Regions from separate parts of the Sus scrofa genome. Here region 2 is linked to region 1. Evidence: chromatin contacts called from public HiChIP or PLAC-seq data. All regions are on one chromosome and are shown on one strand. Each heading gives the region's core, a stretch centred on a gene start, on an enhancer-like site or on the middle of the called end of the contact. The rest is flanking DNA. Distances are from core to core; before and after follow the strand shown.

Evidence for each region. HiChIP or PLAC-seq counts read pairs in DNA pulled down with a chosen protein or histone mark.
Region 2: an H3K27ac HiChIP or PLAC-seq map of alveolar macrophages shows a contact between it and region 1. The contact joins two enhancer-like sites. A contact is called at or near these places in 16 of 47 Hi-C or Micro-C datasets (differentiating spermatogonia, embryonic fibroblasts, epiblast stem cells and 10 more) and 1 of 2 datasets of contacts at active chromatin or transcription factors (alveolar macrophages).

The regions. Positions count from the first base shown.
Region 1 is chr12:42,335,058-42,341,561 of Sscrofa11.1, forward strand. All of the region lies in intron 20 of MYO1D (unconventional myosin-Id), which reads left to right. Among named protein-coding and RNA genes, the nearest start is that of CDK5R1, 160 kb to the right of the region's middle. Within about 2 kb of position 4,899, at least 1 of the 83 cell types and tissues checked has an H3K27ac peak or open chromatin away from gene starts, as enhancers often do. A contact at or near this core is called in alveolar macrophages, where this site is marked.
Region 2 is chr12:42,396,647-42,403,386 of Sscrofa11.1, forward strand. All of the region lies in intron 21 of MYO1D (unconventional myosin-Id), which reads left to right. Among named protein-coding and RNA genes, the nearest start is that of CDK5R1, 94 kb to the right of the region's middle. Within about 2 kb of position 3,570, at least 2 of the 83 cell types and tissues checked have an H3K27ac peak or open chromatin away from gene starts, as enhancers often do. A contact at or near this core is called in alveolar macrophages, where this site is marked.

The DNA of each region.
Region 1 (6,504 bases), core at 3,649-6,148:
AATTCACTAAGTGGTTAAACAGGTCTCTGGGCAGACGTTCTCATTGCAAACTGCCTTCCCGTCTCGGGTTGGCCAGTGTATATTTACAGTCACTGTTGCTGCTCAGCGTCATCGTCAGTGTCGGCGATCCCGGTGTGTTAGATACAAACTCACCACCTTCTCAGTCGTGGCCAAGGTGAAACAGTGTCAGTAGGATGGATACGCAGTCACAGAGGCTCCGGTGTGCTGCCTGTATCCCCTGCAGTCCCTACCACTTCTGTGCACAGCCTCACTTCCAACAGACGCACCTCTGTCAGAAGTCTCCCCCGCCCCAAGCTGCCAGAGCCCTCTGTGCGCACACAGAGAGCTGGAAATGCGCCCCCCCCCAAAAAAAAAATGACTGGTGGGTGTAGGGGTATAATTACTCCAACTCCACCACTCATGGGCCACGGTGATTCTGAGATGTGTTTCACACCGTTTGCTGGAGCTTTGCTGTAGGAATGAGCTGCAGCTGCCCACCCTCACCCCACTGGCTGCCTTCCCTTCCCTGGTCACCTCCCCACTCCCTTGCCAGGGGCCCCACCCGTCCTGAGAGTCAGTTCTGATGCTCATCAGCCTTCATCCCCAGACCAGCGCGCTGGGAGGGAAACTAACCTCTTAGGAGGAGCAGATTGAATGGGGCAGGGGCTTCGGGCTGCACCTGTGAAAATGTGCCGTCTGAAGCAAAGACAGCCACATATTACATCTGAATAGTGAGATTTGTTATTGTATTTGTTATTTTATTCTTTATTCTTTTTTTGGTAGGAAATGCTTTGAAATGAAAAACAGAGTTTAAGACAAGGAGCCTTTAAACGTGATGATGCTAATAGCAGGGATAAAGAAGCCGGGAGGGGATGAAGGAGAAAGATGGCAATTTTAGTCAAGTTGAGTTTCAGGTATTGGTGAAACTTAGAAGGATGCATCCCATAGATGACTGGAAGTAATACTGCACAGGGAAGGAGAATTCAGCAGTTAAGATAAAAATTTGAAAGCAGCTGCATGTATAACGAGAGGCTAGAATGATGAGTCTAGAGGGAGAAGGGGCAAGTGATTCGAGAGCATCCGTGCTTCGGGAGTGGGGAAAAGAGAAAGGAAATCTCTTTTCTTGCTGGCCCTCTGTCTTCCCCTCTCGCTTTTAATACACCGAGTGAGCTCTGATTTCCATGCAGCTCCATCAGGTTATGAATTATTCCAGGAAGGAGAAGACCTCCGGGAACACTGTGTTTCAGAACCCGCTTGGAAGGTTTTCAGAAACAAGAGTCATCAATGGAAACATGTCCTTACGGGTCCCACACTTACCTCCTCTCCTGCTCTGCTCCTCGTCTCTCCTTCCGCATGGGTGCTATTCCTGTGTGAGTTGGGCTTTTCTGGCTCCAGGGAACCGATTGGGCTGATCAAGAAGGAGGAAAATTCCCTCTAGCCCTCTTGAGTTCTTGTGGCCGGACCAGTGGAATCGACAAGAGACAGGTTAATGGGAGAAACCCCAATTTAATTTTGTGGGCTGGAGAGGTGGTAAGATGATGCTCAGAGAGTGACCCAAAGTCAGTCCCTTTTATGTCTTTTTGTGTAAAGAAACAATACAGGAGTTCCCGTTGTGGCGCAGTGGTTAACGAATCCGACTAGGAACCATGAGGTTGCGGGTTCGGTCCCTGTCCTTGCTCAGTGGGTTAAGGATCCGGCGTTGCCGTGAGCTGTGGTGTAGGTTGCAGATGCGGCTCGGATCCCGCATTGCTGTGGCTCTGGCGTTGGCCGGCGGCTACAGCTCCGATTCAACCCCTAGCCTGGGAGCCTCCATATGCCGCGGGAGCGGCCCAAGAAATAGCAAAAAGACAAGAAAAAAAAAAAAGAAGAAGAAGAAACAATACAGTTGTGAGGATTTGACAGGGCAAAGAAAGTCAGGTTTGATTAATTACAAGGGATGTATGCCAAGTTTGGGCTTGGATAGTAAAGAAGTATATTTATACAGCCCAGAATTCCCCATTTCTGGTGATAATGCTATCTTTCTACTTCCTGGTCCAGGGAGAGCATCTTTCACGTGGGGGATTTATTTCCTGGTTTTAGAGAAAGAGGAAGGTCAAAGCATCCTTCTTGCATCAGCTATTTCTTTTTTGTCTTTTGTCCTTTGGGGGCCACACTCACAGCATAATGGAGGTTTCCGGGCTGGGGTTGAATCAGAGCTGTAGCCAATGGCCATACCACAGCCACAGCAATGCCAGTCTGAGCCATATCTGTGACCGACACCGCAGCTCAGAGCAACCCTGGATCCTTAACCCACTGAGCGAGGCCAAGGATCGAACCTGCATCCTCATGGATGCTAGTCAGATTCGTTTCCGCCGAGCCACAACAGGAGCTCCGCACTGGCTCTTTCTTAAGTAACAGTAATTCAAAATAACCGATATGCCATTGAGGGATGTTGGGAGCCTTCCTTGGGCCCCACGATGATCATATACTATCTCAAGTAGTATTTTGGTTTTTAATAAGGATACATATGGTAGTCAGGGAAAGGAATCTCATAGAAACCCAGGAAACTCCTCAGGTTTTAAGGCAGCTCTGAAGGACCGTGTTGTCCTTTGGCCCCTCAGCAACATGGCACTTAGCTGGTCCACGTTTCCGCCCTTCCCTCAGCCTCTGCTCCTCTTTATGTGTCGTCTTACTAACAATCGCCTTTCTTGCCCGTGGGCCCAGGCCGGTGCTGGGCTTAGATCTGAATCAGCCATCCTGACACACCATCAGAGTTTCATCCTGAAGTAGCATATTGAACAGAGTATCTCTGATGAGGCTTCACCATAGCAACCAGTTCTGCATGATCCAAATTGGTACTTCAGCTCCTTGTCAAGCACTTGCAAATCTACGCACAGTCTTCCCCGACTTGTTCCTAGCTCAGCGCAGATAATGACTGCAGTTCGTGTGGGGTACACATGACCTCTTCCTTCCACAGTTTTTGACTGTCCTCCTTGGGCCCAAGTCTCACTTGGACCTTGGTCACAGATAGTGCTGACCGTTGAGGTGGGTCCTTAGGTTTTCCTAGTGGGAAAGAGTCAGTGAGAGAACAGGCTACATTCCTTGGGCATCCTTGGTATCCTTGGGCATCCTTGGGTCCTCAGATGTTTCCCACCCACCCCTATTCCGTTTGCCACAACCCCAGTCTTGGTCAAGCAGGACCTGAATTGCACCCATGGATGACCACCAGAGGTAAGAATTCAGCTGATGCAGCAGTTTGGCCGTGCATCCAGCCCGTTTTTGAACCTGGCTCTCACCAGTGGCCTCAGCAGAAATGTGTTCCTTCTGTTTCCTCACTCCTTCCCGCCAGGCGGTATCTGTTGCCAATATTTGTTGCCTTCCTAACACACCATGAAAAGTCCTCATCCAGTTCCTTATCTCTCTCTTCTAATTCATTGAACTTCTATAAAGCAGCAGCACCCTAGTGCCCCAAGCACTTAACTTTAATGGGCACATCCGCCAGCTCCCAGGGGGTCCCGTATGGGGGGTTAAGTGCCTGCTTCATCCCTCCAAACTGAGGCCACTGGCTTTGCACTCCAGGATAGAGGTCCTCCTTTGTTCCTCCCTGTGGCGATGCTGCACCCATCGGCACAGCCCCTCTAAGAGCTGTTTCTTGCAGCATCCTGGTGCTCTTTCTGCTAGAGCTTGAGTTTCAGTGAGCAGAGACTTAAGGACCTTCAAGGAATGGAGGTTTCTTGGTCTTTTTAGGGTCGCACCCGAAACTTATGGAGGTTGCCCGGCTAGGGGTCAAATCAGAGCTGTAGCTGCCAGCACAGCAACGCCAGATCTAAGCTGCATCTGTGACCTGCACCACAGTTCACGGCAACGCCAGATCCTTCACCTACTGACAGAGGCCAGGGATCGAACCTGCGTCCTCATGGATGCTAGTCGGATTTGTTTCCACTAAGCCACCATGGAAACTCCAAAGAGGACGTATTTTTAAATTATACCTGAGTTAGAATAATAGTCTAAGAATCCCCTTCATTTGGGATTTTAGGCAGTTGTAGACCAGGCTGACTGGTTATACCTTTAATAACTAAACCATTCATTCAAGAAAGAACTACTCAGGGCTCATGACGTACCAGGCTGGTGGGTATTGGGCACAGAAGTGTCAAAACATTGAAAATCTCTGCCGTAGTGCAACTTACATTTCAATGGGGGGAAATACAGACTATACATCTGTGTATTTCTGTGTGTACATATATATACACACAAGCGGAGGATAAAGAGTGTGTTGTTGGAGTTCTCATTGTAGCACAGTGGTTACCGAATCCGACTAGGAACCATGAGGTTGTGGGTTCGATCCCTGGCCTTGCTCAGTGGGTTAAGGATCCGGCGTTGCCATGAGCTGTGCTGTAGATCGCAGGCGTGGCTCGGATCCCATGTTGCTGTGGCTCTGGCATAGGCTGGTGGCTACAGCTCCGATTTGACCCCTAGCCTGGGAACCTCCATATGCTGCAGAAGCGGCCCAAGAAATGCCAAAAAAGACCAAAAAAAAAAAAGAGTGTGTTGTAATTTTAAATAGAGTGATCACGCCTTGCTAAGAAATTGACAGTGAAGCAAAGACTTGAAAGAGGTAAGGAATGAGCTGCGTGTTTACTGGGTGGAAAAATATCTTGGGCAGAAGGCATAGCAAAGAGAGATTTGAGCAGGGCGGAAGGCGCCTTCTAGGAGCCAGAGATATGAGCTAGCTTGATCTCGTGGCGGTTACACGTGTGCACACGTGTGTTAGAACCTGTCAGGCGATTTATTGGCAATTTGTGCACTTTACCACATGCATGTTGTATGCCAGCAAAAGGGGGAAGCAGAGGAGAGGAAAAAGAGGAAGAAGCAAGCAAGCTGGCTGCGAAGGGGACAAAAGACGGAAGGAAAGTGAAGGAAATGAGGCCAAGAGTTCGTGGAGCCTGGGGGAGGTTTTGACATACTTCGGAGACAGCAGTACATGAGCCATTATCCCACAGCCCGTGAAGCATGTTAGCATCATGTTGGCTTCACGTCTGCCTCCAAAGAGCATGGCACCCCATGTCCCCGTGCTCCGGGGAGCAGCCCTAGGCTTTCCTCAGACGGGAAAGGAAGCCGCTGACCGAGCGGCAGTGGGCACCTTGTTTAAGGGAAGCCGGTCTGTTGGCCACCAGGACACACGAGCCTGGAGTGAAGAGCCCTCAAGTGTACGTGTGGTACACACCCTGCTGTGGCTGTGGTCCTTTCACTGGCTAGACAGGCTGCTCCTCATTTTTTCCCAAGGTCAAGGGAACTATTTTACTGATTTTGTTGATTGTCTGTCCCCCTTTCATTGACCTCTTTTATTTTTTTTTTCTTCTCGATTTTCTAGGTTTGCTCTGTTGTTCTTTGTCTTGCTTTCTGTTTTTGTTTTTTTTTTTTTTTTTTGAATTGGGGAATTAACTGCTTTAGTTTTTGAATTTAGTCTTAAAAATGCATGGAAGACGATAAATCTGTGTTTGAGAATGCTTGGGCTAAACGTTACATGTGTACGGTATGGTACTAGCCTTGTTCAATTCTAATTATTTTGTCTTTTCCATCATGATTCTTCTTTAAGCCATGACTTGTTTAGAAGAGTCTTTTCAGATTATCATGTATATATGATAATTTACAGAGAGAGTGTGTATGTGTGTGTGTGTTTTACAGAGCAGGGAAAGTCCACAGAATGACTTGAAGTTCATCTATTGCTTGTGAGACAGTCTTTGTTTCAGATATTTTTTTATTTCATATACAACCACATGAAGCTGTTATCCTGCAGTCAACACTCTACTGCACTCGTATCATCCCTCAGTTATTTTTAAACATAAGAATTCATCAAATCATTATCTGTTGTATTGTTCTGACTGGGTTCTGTTAACTTGTAAGAAAAGTTCTTTGCAGAATTAAAAACCAAAGAGCACTAAAATTCAAAAAGGAGGAAAACCAACTCTTAAGGTAATTTTTCATTTCATGATTTAGAATCTCCTACCTCTTCTCTTCCACTGCCCCATTTTCCATTCTCACCATCATTCTAACAGGTCAAAGCAATGTTATTAGTACCTTATGTGAATAAACAAAATAGTCCTGGAGTTCCTGTGGTGACTCAGCAGAAATGAATCTGGCTAGTAACCAAGAGGACGCAGGTTCTATCCCTAGCCTTGCTGAGTGGGTTAAGGATCCGACATTGCCACGAGCTGTGGTATAGGTCACAGATGGGGCTCACATCCCACGTTACTGTGGCTGTGGGGCTTCAGCCCCAATTCGACCCCTAGCCTGGGAACCTCCATATGCCACAGGTGTGGCTCTAAAAAGACAAAAAAAAAAGAAAAGAAAAGAAAAGAAAAAAAGGGAGGGAGAGAGAGAACAAAATAGTCCTAGGACTACTTTGAGTGTCTGAACCAGAACTTAATATATCTTTGCTAGGAGTTCCCATTGGTTGTACAGTGGGTTATAAACTTGACTGGTATCCATAAGGTTGCAGGTTTGATCCCTGGCCTCGCTCAGTGG
Region 2 (6,740 bases), core at 2,320-4,819, 60 kb after region 1:
AAAATAGAAAACAGAAAAACCGTAGCAAATATCAGTGAGACCAAAATAAAATTTATCAGCATCCAATCAGACGATGGGGAAAAACAGAAGCCACATTATCAATATCAGGATGAGAGACGACATCCATACAGACTCCATAGCTGTTTAAAAGATAGCAAGGAAAGCAGTTCCCATCATGGCTCAGTAGGAATGAATCTGACTAGCATCCATGAGGCCACAGGTTCGATCCTTGGCCTCACTCAGTGGGTTAAGGATCCGGTTGCCATAAGCTGTGGTGTAGGTCACAGATGTGGCTCTGATCCTGTGTTGCTGTGGCTGGAGTGTAGACCAGCGGCTACAGCTCTGATTTGACCTCTAGCCCAGGAACCTCCCTATGCCACAGGTGGGGCCCTAAAAAAATCAAAAAAAAAAAAAAAGACAAGGAAATATTATTATTAACGTCTTATGCCAATATATTTGACAACCGAGATGAAATGGGCAAATTCCTTAAAATAAGGCACAAACTACCAAAACTCACGAAAAGAAGGGATTACAGAGGAGCACGCAGAAACGTTGCAGGGTGGTGGATATTTGAAGCGTGGTGATGCTTTCACAGATACACACACACACACACACACACTCAGACACACACACCTCAAAACTTTTCAGATCGTATCCTTTGAATGTGTGGAATGTATCACATGTCACTGATGCTGCAGGGAAGCTGTTCATTAGCTTGAAACCAGGCTCTGGAGTCTAGGGAAGGGGATCAGGTGAGAGGGGTCAGTGCATTTGGGGTCGAAGAAAGCAGCCTGAGCAAAGCCATAAGGGGAATATTTGCAAAATACATGGGCTCTGTTCTGAGAACAGTGACATGTTGTCCTGTGTTGCAACGTCAGAGGTTGTGCAGAGGGAGTGGCAGGAAGTACTGGGAAGGTATGTAGGTAGGACCAGATCATCAAGGAACCTGAGAACAATATAATGAGTTTGACCGTGTGCCAAAGCAGGAGAGAGCTGCCAGGAGAACCTGTAGAGTGAAAAGAGGGACCAGATTGGACCTCTGGGCAAATCCTGTGTTTAATGGATGGGAAGTCAAAAAGGTAGAGGGAGGAGTTCCTGTCGTGGCTCAGTGGTTAACGAATCCTACCAGGAACCATGAGGTTGCGGGTTTGATCCCTGGCCTCGCTTAGTGGTTTAAGGATCTGGCGTTGCCGTGAGCTGTGGTATAGGTCGCAGATGCAGCTCGGATCCCACATTGCTGTGGTTCTGGTGTAGGCTGACAGCTCTGATCAGACCCCTAGCCTGGGAACCTCCATGCGCTGCGGGTGCAGCCCTAGGAAAGACAAGAAGACAAAAAAAAAAAAAAAAAAAGGTACAGGGAGACTTGAGGGAGGTAATTTCTTGGAAGGACTAGGAGAGCGTGGAGTTCCCTGGCGGGTCATCAGGTTAAGGACCTGGCATTGTCACTGCTGTGGCTCAGGTCACTGCCATGGTGCAGATTCAACTCCTGGCTCAGGAACTTCCGCAGGCTGCAAGTGCAGCCCCCCCCAAAAAAGAAGAAGAAAAGGACAGCGTGATCAAATGCCTCAGCGTAAAAGGAAATTCAGACCTGGAAAAGTGCCTTTATTTAAGTGTTGACAGTGAAAGCCAAATTGCAAATAATAACGATATTTAAAAGATTGAATGGAAGTATATTCTGAGCTTTAAAATGTTAGCATATCTCTTCCTGTTCTAAATTCTATACCTTTACACTCAAAAGTTTAATTTTTTTTATACCATGTCCATTCAGGAAAACCAGCTCCACGTATCTGTTCTGTCAGCCAGTGGGAGATGTGTTCTAAACCTGACCGGCCAGTGCTGATGCTCTGATGGGCGAGGCTCTAATAATGTTATTATTCTACTGTTAGCAGTAATTCTGCTATTGGGAAATAGTGGATGATCCTGAAAAGATTAGGGTGCACTTTTCAAACCTTATACACATAGAAATTCTGACATCCCATCTCCCCTGGGACCCTCTTTTTTTTTTTTTTGGCTCTGCCATATGGAAGTTCCTGGGCCAGGGATCGAACCCGTGCCACAGCGGCAACCCAAGCCACTGCAGTGACAACCCCAGATCCTCAACCCACTGCACCACAAGGGACCTTCCTGGGACCCTCTGTTATTTAATGGCAGTTTATTGGACCTCTCCTGCGGGCTGAAAAAAGAACTTAAGACCACAAACAACGGGAAATATTTTTGCCAAGTGACTTATTTTATGTATATGAAGTTTCAAAGCCATATTCTGCTACTCTCTTATGTGCAATTTCTGCCAGGCATTTCTGATGTTTTATAAACCCAGGGCGTTCTAATAGCTGAGTCCAGGGTCTCTTTGAAACCTGGTTTCTGCATCTTAAAAGTCATCCCATCTGCTGGAGTCTTATTTAAGCGCTGTTTTTGACTGTTCCTAGTGAAAGCTAAATCATATTCACTGTTTTGTGACTAGACGATGAATTCTTGGTAAACCAGCTCAGCGTTGTTAGTTAATTGATAGCCATCTGTTCAGAAGAGCAGAGCTCAAACCTGAAAGTATACCTTTGAGTAAAAGGAAAGGTGTGAAAAACAAACATCTAAGCACCTGACCAACCGAGATCCATTGTGAGATATTACTCATTCTTCCTGTTCTAAGTCACTTAGCCTTTTCAGGAGAGAGGAGGCAATAAATCAAAACTGATGTATATCAGATTGAGGAGTTAGGACATTAACTCATAGAAGCACACTTCTGAGCACCTGGCTCACCATCATATCATGTAGTCCAGTTAGGTGCTTTATCTCCTTTTCTTTTTTCTTTTCTTTTCTTTTTTTTTCTCTTTAGGGCCGCGCCTGCAACATATGGACCTTCCCAAGCTACAGCAGAGCCACAGCAATGCAGGATACAAGCTGCATCTGTGGCCTACACCACAGTTCACAGCCCCATGCCAGATCCTTAACCCACTAAGCGAGGCTGCATCCTCATGGATACTAATTGAGTTCTTCACATGCTGAGCCACAACGGGAACTCTCGTTAGGTGCTTTTGATCTCCTGAGCCAGTGATACGCTGCTTTTGTGAGCTGCTTTTAAAACGTGTGACAGAATTTTCTTTAGAGTTTTGTACTATTTAGAAAACATTTGGGAGTTCCCCGCTGGCTCAGTGGGTTAAGGATCCAGTGTTGTCACTGCCATGGCTCAGGTCACTGCTGTGGCGTGGATTCCATCTCTGCCCTGGAAACTTCTGTATGCCACAGGCAGAGCCAAGCAAAAAAAAAAAAAAAAAAAAAAAAGAAAGAAAGAAAACTTTTTCACCTTCATTTTATAAAAGATTAGAGTAAGGCAGTCACAGCTGTCCTCAGAAGGCCTTGGCAGGTGTCCCTAAATGCAGATTCTGAAACGGACTGTCCTTTGTGGCTTCCATCCTAGAGAGACAGTAAGAAGGTCAGGAGACTGGGGTTCCTTTAAGTACAAAACCTCATGGTTTAAAAACTTGTCATCAGCTACAGTGCTTGGAACCTAAATAGCAAATAGGGCAGAGTAGCAAGCTTGCCAGTTCTGCAGTGTTCTTTTGTCTTGCACATTTGGGAAAATAGATTTTTTTTTTTCGACATGCTTCCTCTTCCTTCTCCCTGACTCACCCCTGATCTCCCTAGCAATGAGCTAAATTTATTGCAATTTTGTTCTCAGAGTCTATTAGCGGAGTCCCTTTAGTAGGTAAAATGGAATCAAATACAAGGCTTTTTGTGGCTTTGAGGTTCCTGTCTGTCTCGTTTCTGCCCCTCTGCCGTTGTCAGATGTCTCAGACCAGGGCATTGATTGACCACAAACCAAAACAAATAGAGGCTCCATGGCTTATAAGCAGCAGAGGAACCTAGTTTTTAAGAAGTCCTGTTTTCTTCCCCACTGCTGTGGGTCTGCTGAGGTTTGTGGCTCCTCCAGCTAGTTGAGCAGCAAATTGTCCTGGGAATTCTGGAGTCTGTGTGATGAATTTATTCCTGACCCCTCAATCGAGCTATCATCTTCCTGAAAAGCCGTCATCCAGGCCCCCTCCGAAGAAGGAAACGGGAATCCTTACAAGAGAATGGATGGGAAACAGAATTAGGAGAAGCCCTCCCCAGAGGGGATGGTGAGTGAAGGCCGTGGCATAAGATGGAAAGAGGGAGCCTGCTGAGCGGAGGCCTCGGGGCGTCTAATGGGACTGAAATAATAAGGTCGATATCCTTTAGTCACCCCCCAAAATCCCTTTCCTGTGTTATCACACCACATGTATATTTAATGTTGGTTTACCCAACAGTTTATTGTAAACATAAAACTTAGGCTTAAAACCTCATTTCTATTTAACTCACAATTTCCACCAGTAAGTAAAAGGATGCAAAAGAAATCAAAGGCAAGCCTTTGTAGCTTGAGGTTCCTGCCTAATGATTTTTTAATGGATTGAGCTGTGGACAAGGTCAGTCGGAGGTGGCAGGGGTAGAGCTGCAGGAAGTTTGAAGGACATTTGCTCTGGACCCAAAGGAGCCTCAGATGCAGAAACGTGTTCGTTATTTCAGTTTTACAATCGAGTATTTTCACCAATAGAAGATAGACACACTTCATGCAGCAGGAGCCTCAGATTTAAAACCTTGTTAATTATTTCTCCTTTACTGTAGATTGTTTGCATCATTAATATTATGTGAAACAGTATATATAAGGTCTGGATTTTTTTTCATCAAAATTAATGCTTTAGGTTGGATTTCTGCATAGCAACATTTTATTGCTTTCATTAGTGAAACTAATAGAAGTGGAGTTCCTGTTGTGGCTCAGCTGGCTGAGAACCCGACTTACTGTCTGTGAGGATGCGGGTTCCATCCCTGGCCTCCCTCAGTGGGTTAAGGATCCAGCGTTGCCACAAGCCTCGGCGTAGGTTTCAGATGCGGTTCAGATCTGGCATTGCCGTGACTGTGGTGTAGGCCAGCAGCTGCAGCTCCAATTCCACCCCTGGCCTGGGAACTTTGATATGCCACAAGTACGGCTGTAAAAAGAGAAAAAAAAAAAAAATAGAAGTAACTACTTCTTGAGATCCTGTTATATCCATTTGTTTACATAAATGGTACGATTTGCTCTTCAAAGTCACTCTCCTGCGAGGTAGACATTCTTATCCCCACTTTACTGGTGAAGAACCGGGTTCAGAGCATATAAATGATTTGCCCAGAGCTGCAGAGCTGAGAGCGAGCAGAGCAGCGTCAGAGTCAGACCCAAGTTTTCTGACACCAAAGCTCATGAGCTCTGACAGCCACCGTCTGTGTGAAGGCCAAGAGCCTAAAAAGCTCCGCAGGGGCGGTGCCTCCTGACTTCCAGAGAGCTCCCGAGGTTCCGTGCCTTGAATGGCTTTGCTCTCATTTTCCTCAGCCTACAGGGTGAGCCCCATCTCAAAGCGCCAGCTCTTCTGCAGACTAGAAGCCAGAGACACAGCCCTAAAGCAAGACCCCCCCTGCCCCCTCCCCAAAACACTGAGTTTACAAATAGTGAAAAGCAATTACGATGCTACGGTGAACCACAATGGTAATGAGTGCTGTAAATAAGAGGTTTGCTTTAAAAAAAAAAAAAAAAATTAGGGGAGTTCCCATCGTGGCGCAGCGAAAACGACTTCAACTAGGACCATGAGGTTGCGGGTTCGATCCCTGGCCTTGCTCAGTGGGTTAAGGATCCTGCATTGCCATGAGCTGTGGGGTAGCTCTCAGACTTGGTTCTGATCCCACGTGGCTGTGGCTATGGTGTGGGCCAGCAGCTGCAGCTCCGATTCGACCCCTAGCCTGGGAACCTCCATATGCTGCGGGTGCATAAAAAGACGAACAACCAAAAAATTTAAAAATAAATTAGGAAAAAACTTGTAGGAAAGTATTTAGCCTCATCCTGAGATGAATTCGTGGAGAACTGCCTGTTGGGGAAGAAATAAGTTTGAATTTCTTTACTCAATGTACCATAATTCAACCTAATTCAGGTCATTTAAATGACAGAATTTGATATGTATCCCCGGGAGTCGTCTTTGCTAGTCCTGATACAATTGTTTCCTTTGTCTCCTGCAAACGTCTTGTGGGGGACAGTTTTAGTTGGGACTGAGATTATACCTACAAGGATGTACTTATGTGAATTCTCCAGTTAGTCCAGGGGCTAAGAGACAAGGCAAAATTGTCTTCCTCGCACTGAGAGCAAGGTGTGGTCAGCCTGTCACTCTTAACCCCGCCCAAGTGTCCATCAAGTGTGAAATGAAAAACCAAAACAAGGGGGAAAACACAGCAAGCAGAGCTTTTCACACACCCTTTCGTAGGAAATTTTCCAAGGATATGTTCCCGCAAACTAAGGTAATAAAACAAGAAGGAGGAAGGCATGCGTGCCAAGAGGTAGCTGATCCAAATCAGGAAGGAAATAAAGCCTGGGCGGCAGCTGTGGTTTAGACTTGGCAAGCCAAGAGTTCACACCAGAGCCAGAGAGAGACGGCCTCGGCGAACGGTCCCCGGGAAAAAGGGCACCCATGGTTTCAGGTCTGTCCTGGAAAAGCTAGACCACGAAGAGAAAAGGCAATTATAAATTCCCAGGGGAGTGCAGGGTGGGGGGACATTCAAGAGAGACTATATTTGGGGATATTACTTCACTAGTGAATAATAATTACATGATTGCAGTAATAAAACACTGCTAGATTTCCAACTTTGGGAATTAAGCATGGGAAGCCTTAGCAAACTTGCAGAACCCTGAGTCGGTCAGAGCCAATGTTTTG